2 separate regions of the Zea mays genome follow, and region 1 is linked to region 2. The links are chromatin contacts, called in public Hi-C maps. All regions are on one chromosome and are shown on one strand. The core of a region is the stretch at or near the end of the contact, and the rest is flanking DNA. Distances in the headings are between cores, read along the strand shown. Region 1 has its middle 46 kb from the start of LOC100285217. Region 2 holds the start of LOC103632597 (ABC transporter G family member 53).

Region 1 (5,048 bases), core at 1,182-3,681, 250 kb after region 2:
TCGAACAACGCACTATATCGTGCGATTGGAGCAACCGGTGCTTTAATCATGGGTCCCTGTGCCGAGTACATCATAAACCTTCTGTGGGTTGTTTATCTACTGATCGGTATCTTAATTCTTCATTGGTACTATATGTTGCAAGTAGCATAAAAAATCTTACATGCTATTTCTAGACGAACACTACCGGAATCGCGTTCTTTGTCGAGTGTCTAAGACACTCGGCAAAGGCTATTTTACACTCGGCAAATATTTTATCGACAAAAGGTTCTTTGCCGAGTACTTTTTTCCGAGTGTCGAAAAGCACTCGACAAATTAAAAATCGAAAACCCCCAAAAAACAACAAAACATTTTTAAAATTATAGAAACAACTCTCCAACCACTACCTATATTACCATATTACAATACACACGTCCTAATCATTTTTCACTATTATTTTGAATCAAATTTACATGTTTTGTGAATGGTGAGATTCGAACTCGCAACATCATTTTTCACTATTATTTTGAATCAAATTTACATGTTTTGTGAATGGTGAGATTCGAACTCGCAACATCTCTCTCGCGCATACCCTCCTTTACCACTACACTACTACATCAATTATGTCTATATTACGTTTTCATTCCTCATGTACTATAACCAATCGAGAGTAATTTGATTATTTTAAGGCACTAAATGAATTCATTTGAAAATGTGACCAACTATAAAGTTGCATAATTTTTCGAGATCTACAAGTTCTATTTTGATAGTTTCTACATCCAAGGTTGTTTACAAAATTTGAATTTCAAATTTAAAAACTTCACACAAATTTTTCAATGATAAGATGATTTCAAAGCAAAAAATTGTCAATTACAAAGTTTCATTACATTTCAAGATCTACAACTTTTATTTTGATGATTTTTTCATTCGAGTTAGTTTGGAAAATTCAAATTTGAAAATTCAAACATAGTTTTGCCTGACAAGATGATTTCAAACCAAAATATTGTCAACTACAAAATTTCATAACTCTTCAATGACTACAACTTTCATGTTGGTGGTTTTTTCTTTCAAGGTCGTTTTTAAAATTCAAAATTTTAATTTTTTAAATTTAGATCTAATTTTCGTTGACAAGATGACTTCAAATGAAACAGTTGCCAACTACAAAATTCTATAACTTCTCAAGATCTACAAAGTTTATTTTGGTTGTTTGTCATTTGTTCATCTCACATGATGGTTCTAACAATATGCACAAATCTTATACATCTCTCTCGTAGTTTCATAAACTACGAGAAATATATATGTTTTATGAACAAATTTATTTTTATTTTGTCATATAAAGAAATGTTCAAAATATAAATTGTACATCATGATGAGTTATACAAATTTGTAGTTGAAAACTTTTTCATTTGAATTAATTTACTTCTTTAAAATGTGATTTTTAAATTGTCTTTGCTTAGTGTTGAAAAAAAAACACTCGGCAAAGAGCTCTTTGTCGAGTGTTATATTTTTGACACTCGGCAAAGAAGCTCTTTACCGAGTGTCAAAAATAAAACACTCGTCAAAGAGCTTCTTCGCCGAGTATTTTTTTATCGAGAGTTTTTTTGTGTAGCTACTTTGCCGAGTGCTCAAAAAAAACACTCGACAAAATATTTGGCACTCGGCAAAGAGCCAAATTTCGGTGGTGGAAGTCTAAAATAAAAATGCCTAAAATTCCTAACAATAACTGCTTGCACACGGTTTGCACTAATTACTTGCAGCTGATCCGTTCTCATGTTGTGTATGCAGTCTATTTCTCATGCTTTGGTTTCCAAATCAATCAGTGTGGGTGGGTCATACACGCCATACCGGCGGTCTCCGTCGTGGATCCATCGTTTTGGAGAGACCAAGTCCTGTCCCCCGGCCAGCCCAGTGATGAGGCCCAGCGCCCCACAATTAATCAATGGAGACCGGCCGGGCCGAGCTAGTAGTAATTTCGCCGGTCCACACATAAAAGACCGACGGATCCACCTTTCCGGCGGCAGGCATGCATGCATCCATGCACGCACGCACTTGAGCACATCCCACGAGCTAGCTAGGTTTATTTTTACATGGATGGATGGATGGGATCGCGCGTGCTGTTTTCCCCTTGCAAGCGACGGGACAGGAGGAAGAAGCCGGGCGCCACACGGTGTGGTGTCCAATTAAGCAGCAAGCTAATTTGGCGGAGCATGATCACATAAACGTCGCTGGCGCATGCATGCTTTGGATTTGCATTTCTTTTTTGCCCGGTCGCCGGCCGCGTCGTCGTCACAGTCCGCAGCTCGACGTTTTTTTTCGCGCACAGGCGCAGCCCCAAGTGATACTTTTCAGCGGTGACGGAAAAAAGCCTGCGAAGTTGGAAGCACACAGTACGTGTGCGTACGTCGATCGATCATCTGTCAGTGTGTTTGTCGTTACGACGATCTCCTGCAGCTGCAGTAGTGCTGAGAATTGGGCCAAGCCGGGCCAGCTCGGTCCAAGCCCGTCGTGCTTCGTATCAAACGGGTTCGGGCCAGGAAAGCCTAAACAATTTTTGGGCCGTGCCATGCCATCCCGAAGTGTAAAAACAGTGGTCCGGCCCAGCCCTAAACCACGTCGTGCCTTCGTTGGGCCGTGCCGGCCCAAGCCCGTCCCGTATATTTGACCACATAAAATAGAAATATTATAACCATATAAAGTTCATAGCTTACTAAATTAAAAATATTAAACAATTATAACATCATTTAACCACATAAACTCCAAATATAACAACAATATAAAGTTAATATCTTACTAAATTAAAGAAATTAAATAGATTAGGCTTAATTGGGCCGTGCCGTCCCAAGTCCGGCCCATCTATGCGGGCCGTACTGGGGGCCCAACGGGTCGGAATTTGAGGCTCGACTCAGACCCGCCTTCGGACCGTGCTAGCCCGGCCCATATTATTTCGTGCCGAGCCGTGCTTTGGGCTCTTATTTTCGGACCGTGCTCGTGCTGGCCCAAAAAACCCAGCCCAGATTCCCAGCACTACCCTGCAGCAGTCACAACCCGATGCTGTCGTCGTCATCACGGACGCGCGACCGAAGAATGACGAAGCCGCGTGAATATAGATTAATTAGATCGATCCATCTTTAGCTTTGTTTAAAATTCAGAGCATCCACCACTAATAATTTCCTTGGAATACTGTATCGTACGTACCAACTCCCCTCCTAGCTAGCTAGTGGCGGATGCATGCATGGATTTGTAGCTGCTTCTCAACAGAACGTAACTGGTTGCGCCGCTAATTATCAGTGGCGGCCGGGTGTCCAGAGAAAACAAGCAGGGAAGTAGTAATTTTTTTTTCGATGACAATCACACATCAGCTGGTAGTAGCTAACAATATGATAGATGGAGTACCACCACTAGGGCTCTTTTTCATTTTTCGTCTGTTCTATGCGGGATTTTTTTAAAAAAAGATGACACACTCACAATATATATATATATATATATATATATATATATATATATATATATATATATATATATATATATATATATATATATATATATGGCAGGTATAACGGGAGCTCTGGGCTTCGAATATTAAAGAGAGCCCGGGTCGGTAACAGGGGTCTGGTCCGCTGAACCGAACGTGCGTGTGTATGATGGAGACAAGACAGATAACATGCAGGACCGACGGTGCCGTGACTCGGTTCGTAACGGCAAGGCGGTAAACATATGGTAGTGGGCGGAATTATAGGGATTAGATTCCTCATGCAAACGTGGTTACTCTGAAACGTGGGCGCGGAATTTATGGATCTTGCATGGAGCATAATGGCGGCAGGTAAATATAATATCGAATAAGATGTTAAAAGATATGGCATAAAATAGTTACGCTATAGATGTTGCGTATATATTATATAACGTTTGGCATAAAACATTGAGTCATTGTGCGTAAATAGTGAGTTAGGGATATTTGGATTACATGTAAATTGCTACATTATCGGTACGGGTTCGGAAATTATGGAAATACCCTGGAAACGTGGATGCACTTACTTGTTTAGTATAGCATCTGTGATTTCCTTTCATTCGAAATACCCCCACATTGCAGAACTAGTTGGCGGTGGAGATGGCCGGCTCTAGACAATCGCCGGCGATGGTAGGAGATGGCGGTCGGATTCGTCCAGACACTGAGGGACTAGTTGATGGTAACTTAATGGTTACACCACCTCCTGTTCTACTGGGGCATGTAATCGACGAGATAAGCAATGGGGAGGAAGGAGAACAACGGATTCGACCTCCGATGTCCAATATTAGCTCCAGGGAGATGGATATGCCTCAAATACTGCATTCACATGTAAGTACAATTGTTGTATTTGATTCTTGATTGATTTGATTGTTATGATCATAATCCGTGGTACAAACAACATTGTCAATGAATTGCAGCAAAAAAAACATTGATCCGAATATAGTGCCAACAGTAGGGATGACTTTCAAGGCTATTGATGATGCATATACATTTTATAAAAGGTATGCATATGAAGTTGGATTTCCATTGAAGAAATACAGGGAGAAGACATTCAGTAAGTGGATAAATTGTTCACGTGAAGGTAAAAGTGCACCAAAACCAAATGATACACCTAGGATGAGGAATAGGAATTCTGGCCGTACGCAATGTAAGGCTGGAATCAAATTAAAAAAATACATGATGATGAAAAAAATGTGGTAGCTGCAAAGATTGAACTGGTGAATTTGGAACATAGCCATGAGTTCATAACTGACGAAGCAAAGAAACAACATCTACGTTGCAACAAAAGTCGGGATGCGGAATTCATAAATTTTGTTGATGCAATGCATGAAAGCCGAGTGCCCCGGCATTGCATAGTTGATTTTATATGAGACATGCATGATGGGCTAGAGAACGTACCGGTAACTGCTCAAGATCTGAAAAACATGTAAGAAATCTTTTGTGTTGACTATGTATATATTGAGTGCCATAGATATTACTATAGTAAATGTTTGGATGGTCATTTTTTGTACAACAATTGTAGGAGGACAGCAAGGAGACGAGAAAACTGCGCAAATGATGTAGCCAA
Region 2 (4,965 bases), core at 1,106-3,605:
CATGCTAGGATTTGATCGCATAGCTGCTCCTTGAATATTCCATTAGTAAAAAAAGGAGAAAAAGAAAGAAAAATGAGGAAAAATGACAAGTCAAATTAGTATGTTTTGAGTGACAAAAACCATAGGGGCCCCAGCCCATACAAGTAGAGAATAGAATAAAAATAATTAAGGAGCACAAGAAGTCAAGAACAGAGCTAGTCAAATTAGTACGTTGACCTGAAACTCAGTTTCGTGGTTGCTTAGCCAAACTGAGCAATACTGTGATTACTCAAGCGTGGAAATAAGAGTAAGACCGCATGTTAGGCTGGTGCCAATACAAACCACAGTGAGCGTGATAGCGCCCAGCAGAAGGCGAGAGCATTGCTAGAGGTGGGCGAGAGCGATCCGCCGGGCGCTGCTGCCATCGCCCGGCGAGAGCGGGCGATATTGCCCTGCTCTCGCCTGCACTGGAGGGCGCTTCCGGGCGAGAAGGAGGTGATAGGCAGACAGGAGGTCTGCACTGGAGGGCGCCTCTGGGCGAGAAGGAGGCGATAGGCAGACAGGAGGTGGGCGTGTTGGCGATGGCATCTTCGTGGGCAAGAGCAAGGGGCGACAGTGAGATGGCGACTTTTGATTGGTTCATAATTTTGAAATAAAAAGCTGATGTAGCTATAGTTTGAGGCTATAGTCTACTCTAGTCTGTACCCGGAGTAGTAGAGACGAGAGCGGACTCAAGAAATGATGTGCCAGGGGCGACAGGGATGGGACGAGTGGAGGACATCACAGGCATTCAGTTATCCAAACGAGCTTCCTCTGTTTGATGTGACATGCGTCCTACCATCTTTTTTACTTTTACATATGGATATAAATATATGGATTTTCCCAAAAAAAAAATGGTGAATTCTAAATGCTGTTTTCCTGTCTTAACGATGATCAATTGTCTCCGAATTATATTGCTTGATGATCTAAATCGATTTATAGGAGTAGATATATTGTGTTGGATTTGTAGTCGTATAAAAAAGAATTGAGTCTGAAACGATGTTAGAGGCAATATCAACTAAAAAAATTGTCTAACACCGATTAAAATGGTTTAGACATGTCCATAGGCCTCCTCTTAGGTAGTGAGATCTTATGGCGCGACAATAATAGAAAAGGTTAAAGTTAACATTGAAAAGACAATAAAGGGAAACTTAAATGATAGAATATATGTCAAGATTTAGTCTTCAATAAAAAAAAACGAAGAGAAGGTAGCTATCTATATACCTGAAACCTTGATTTGTGGCTTAGATTAGGCTTGAAGTCTAGTCTGCTAGCATAAAATCTTGTTATCGTTGGTTGTTGTCATATATCCGAATGGGTTTTATCAAATTTGGCTTGTACTGGCGCAAGCGCAACAAAAGAAATTAGCCAAGTCCAAAACAGTCAGATGTGGAACACACCTCGAGCACGTTGGCGTATGTGTTGAGGATGGTGGGCAGCCCCCTACTGCCGACGTACGCCTCTGCCTCGACGTTCAGGTTCTGGTACCGCACTTCGATCTTGGGCAGATCAATCCCCACCCTGCACCATATAGAGCAAGAAACAGAGGAATTCATCACATGCCGTCTCTGTTTGCTCATGCTAATGAAGTTCTCAATCTCAAGACGGAAACAGTTTGGTAGCAGTTGTCTTTGACAAGTTGGATTCCGGTCCTGTATGCCACATGCATGGTGGCGGAAAAGGGCAAGCTGGCAAGTGGCATTGTGGGAACCAGGAGACGGCGGCACGGCAGGCCGGGAAGCCGGCGACGATTGAGGCAGGCAGTGCGGTATGTCTTACCGGTCGACGCGGTCCTTGAACTTGGAGAGGAAGCGCTGGTGGTCGTCGCCGACCCAGGCGAGGCGCTGCAGCAGCGCGTGGCGCTCCTGCGGGTCGAGCTTCTGCACGTTCACGTGGCGGAGGTCGCCCTCGGGCATGGCGAGCACGGCCGTCCTCGCGCGGTCGTAGGTCGGCAGCTTCTCAAGCGCCGCCCACCGCAGGGCCTCCTCGTCGTCGACGCCGCCGTCCGCGCGCGACGACAGCGAGGAGAAGACGGTGTCGCTCGCGGCCGACCACACCGATCCGTCCCGCCGCAGGCTCCCCAGCGCGTGTATCTCCCCGGCGTCGTCCATGCCGCCACCGCCAGGCCGGGAAGGCAATAAGAAGACGGGGCTCGAAGTTGGAGAGGTTCCCTCCTTAATCCTCACACTACGGAACCGGTAGACGAGTAGCAGGTCATTACGCCTCGTCGTGGACTGCTGCGCTCGTGTCGCATCAGATTATATAGCGGGGCGGGGCGCCGTGAGGAGAAAGGGACTCCCACAACTTTGTCTGTGCAAGAACGATAGAGGTGAGTGTCGGGGGGGGGGGGGGGGGGGGGGGGGGGGGGGGGGGGATCTCAGGGGCGTTCACGCTCGGCTTGCGCTTGATGACGTCCGGCCTGACGACGCGACGCCTGGCGGGCTACAAACTCGTGGCTCCACGCATCCAGCTCGGGCACGTAATGCCACGTACGTACCACGGCGCAGCACGAGACCTTGAAATGCAAATCCCATTTCATTTGTTACTCGGTCTACAAAAATCTTGACTGCACGAACAGCAAGGGAATTGAAATACAATGACTGACATGACGAGCGTGCGCAACGTGATTTATAGAGTGTTTGGTTTGATTAATTATATCATCCAAACTAGTTAGTTGCCCGTGCGTTGCGACGGTACACGAACACTGCTGATAAAAGCATTAATAGTAATTAATTTTGGATAACTTCATGAGATGTACTCTCCCGACAGGAGGAAAAGGAGGAAAGACTCATTCATTTTTTATCCATCAATTAGAACAAAGTAAAAGAAGCAACTAAACACCATACATGTTCATATATAAACTTATATATTGTCTAATAGCTACACTTGTGGTCAACAAGATGTTATTAATCAATTACGAGATTTTCTATGGATACGCGATGTATCAATACTAATACCCCAACTTCTTTTTCTCAAAAACAATGATATATGGATATGCTATTTTGTAAACATTAGTAAAGATTTGTAAATAGTTTATATTGGCTAATTATTGATAATAGTTGTCTTCAGATATTCTGCATCGTGCCCCTGACATAGTAGTCGACGACCTGCTGTAGGGGTAGGCCCTTGTACTCCATGACAGTGGCCATGTCCCACTTGAGCGTGCCCGACACGGCACACGCGTCGCATGTGTATGTGCCGAACCTGATCAGCGGTGAATCCCCAATGCGCCCGAGAATCTTGCTAATCAACCGTCTGTGGACATGGCCGTCGCACACCCCAACGTCTCTGATGCGTACACACTGATGGGCAACCCGTTCATCACCATGTCCGTCTTGTGTACGTTGTCGCTGTCCATGTTGTTCGCGCTACACTTGTCCATTCGCGCTGCATTTGTCCATCCCCATCGGTGGGATGAGGTAGTCGAACTGCGCGAGCGCGAAAAGTAGGAAAAAAGAACAACCATGGTTGATGAGCAAGATGAGGAGTAAGAAAATGATGGACAACCTCTTTCCTTGGCCAAACACCCTATTTATGCATTTAAGGGGAACATGTTATATAAATAATAAATGTAGAAAAGGGAAGAAAGAAAGGAAAGTCACAGCTTGCTCCCGTATTCTTTTACTTTTATACCCTCCTTTTTCTTCCTAAATTCTGGGTTACGTTCATGCACATGGGCAATTGGGCTTCCACCGACCACCGTATTGGGATTTTTTTCTCCCAGAGAAGTTCCCTCTCTCTGTTCCCGACGCGATCAGCTCAGCTGTTCTTCCACTCCTCGGCGGCGCGGTCGATGCCCGCGAGGTAGGCCTTCTTCCTCCTCTCGGCTCACGCAGGCGCACACGATTTGCGAAGCAGGCCGCGTACACGCGCCAGTTGGCGCGGGGCGCAGCCCCTGCCGCGGCATGGTGGAAGACCGCGCGTAGTAGTGCACGCCAGCGGCGAGGCCGACCACCATCTGCGCGAGCTCGAGGGCCTTGGCGGCGTCCCCGTTGCCGTCGTCCTCAGGGGAGGCGGTGCCTGAGAAGACGGCGACGAGGTCCACCATCTGGAGCACGAGGTAGGCCATGAAGCCGAGTGACTGCGCGGCTGCGTCTAGGCGTAGGCGGCGGGGGAGGCCGCGTGGACAAAGCGCAGCGGCTCCAACCCCGTGGCGGCCGCGGTGAGCGCGAGCGTCGCGAAGTAGATGGCAAGGTACGTCTGCGCCAGCAGCAGCACCGGTGGAGCGGCAGGTACGGGCCCATGCGCCGCACCAGCGCGGTGAGCATGAAGAGCGGCAGCACCAGCAGCACCGCCACTGATACCGTGGAGGCGACCACTGAGGATCAGGCGCACGCTGTTAGCGATCCCGGCGTTCGCCGCGGACAGGAACGCCTTGGAGTACTGCGAGAGGCGCGCCAGGTCCGGCATTAGCGTCTCATGCAGTCGACTGGGCAGGTCCCGGAACTCGGAGATGAGGTCGTTGGTGCCTTCCTCTGGCTGCTTGGTCAACACCACGTCCTCCTTAACCTCCCACCTCCGTCGCTGACTCCTCCTTGCTGACGACGGTCGCATTGGCTTTTGCCTTGGCGTCGGCAAGCACCGACGCCTTCTTGCCTGATTTGGTCGGCTTGGCACCGACATCCGCGGTCGAATTGGCCGTTGGTGGTATCTTCGCCTTTCGAGCCAGACGACAGCCTCAGATTTGGCGCCCGTCTTGGAAACCTTGGTGGACTTTGCCAAATCGGTGCCCTTGCCCTTGGCGCGGGGTGTGGGGGGAGGGGGCAGAACCGTGCACCGTGAACGCCTACACTATAGTCTTAAATAGTAGTAGAGATTAAGGTGGTGCATCATGGGTTCATTCCTTAGATTTAGTGGGATGACTCCATTCCTCATATTATTACTAGCTAACTAACTATGAGGAATGAGATGGTGATGGGTCAACTCATTCTATTCCACAAACCAAAC

The links. Hi-C and Micro-C count contacts between places; a contact is called where the count stands out from the background.
Region 1: a Hi-C map of leaf shows a contact between it and region 2, with 5 times the contacts expected there. The contact joins the enhancer-like site here to the promoter of LOC103632597 in region 2. A contact is called at or near these places in 2 of 25 Hi-C or Micro-C datasets (bundle sheath and leaf).

The regions. Positions count from the first base shown.
Region 1 is chr7:96,711,185-96,716,232 of Zm-B73-REFERENCE-NAM-5.0, forward strand. No RefSeq gene overlaps it. Among protein-coding and RNA genes, the nearest start is that of LOC100285217, 46 kb to the right of the region's middle. Within about 2 kb of position 2,432, at least 17 of the 20 cell types and tissues checked have an H3K27ac peak or open chromatin away from gene starts, as enhancers often do. A contact at or near this core is called in bundle sheath and leaf, where this site is marked.
Region 2 is chr7:96,465,908-96,470,872 of Zm-B73-REFERENCE-NAM-5.0, forward strand. LOC103632597 (ABC transporter G family member 53) reads right to left here and starts at 2,356. Exons shown (of 24, transcript XM_008654356.4): 1 at 1,798-2,356; 2 at 1,419-1,539. The coding sequence starts at 2,129. It also overlaps the pseudogene LOC103634023.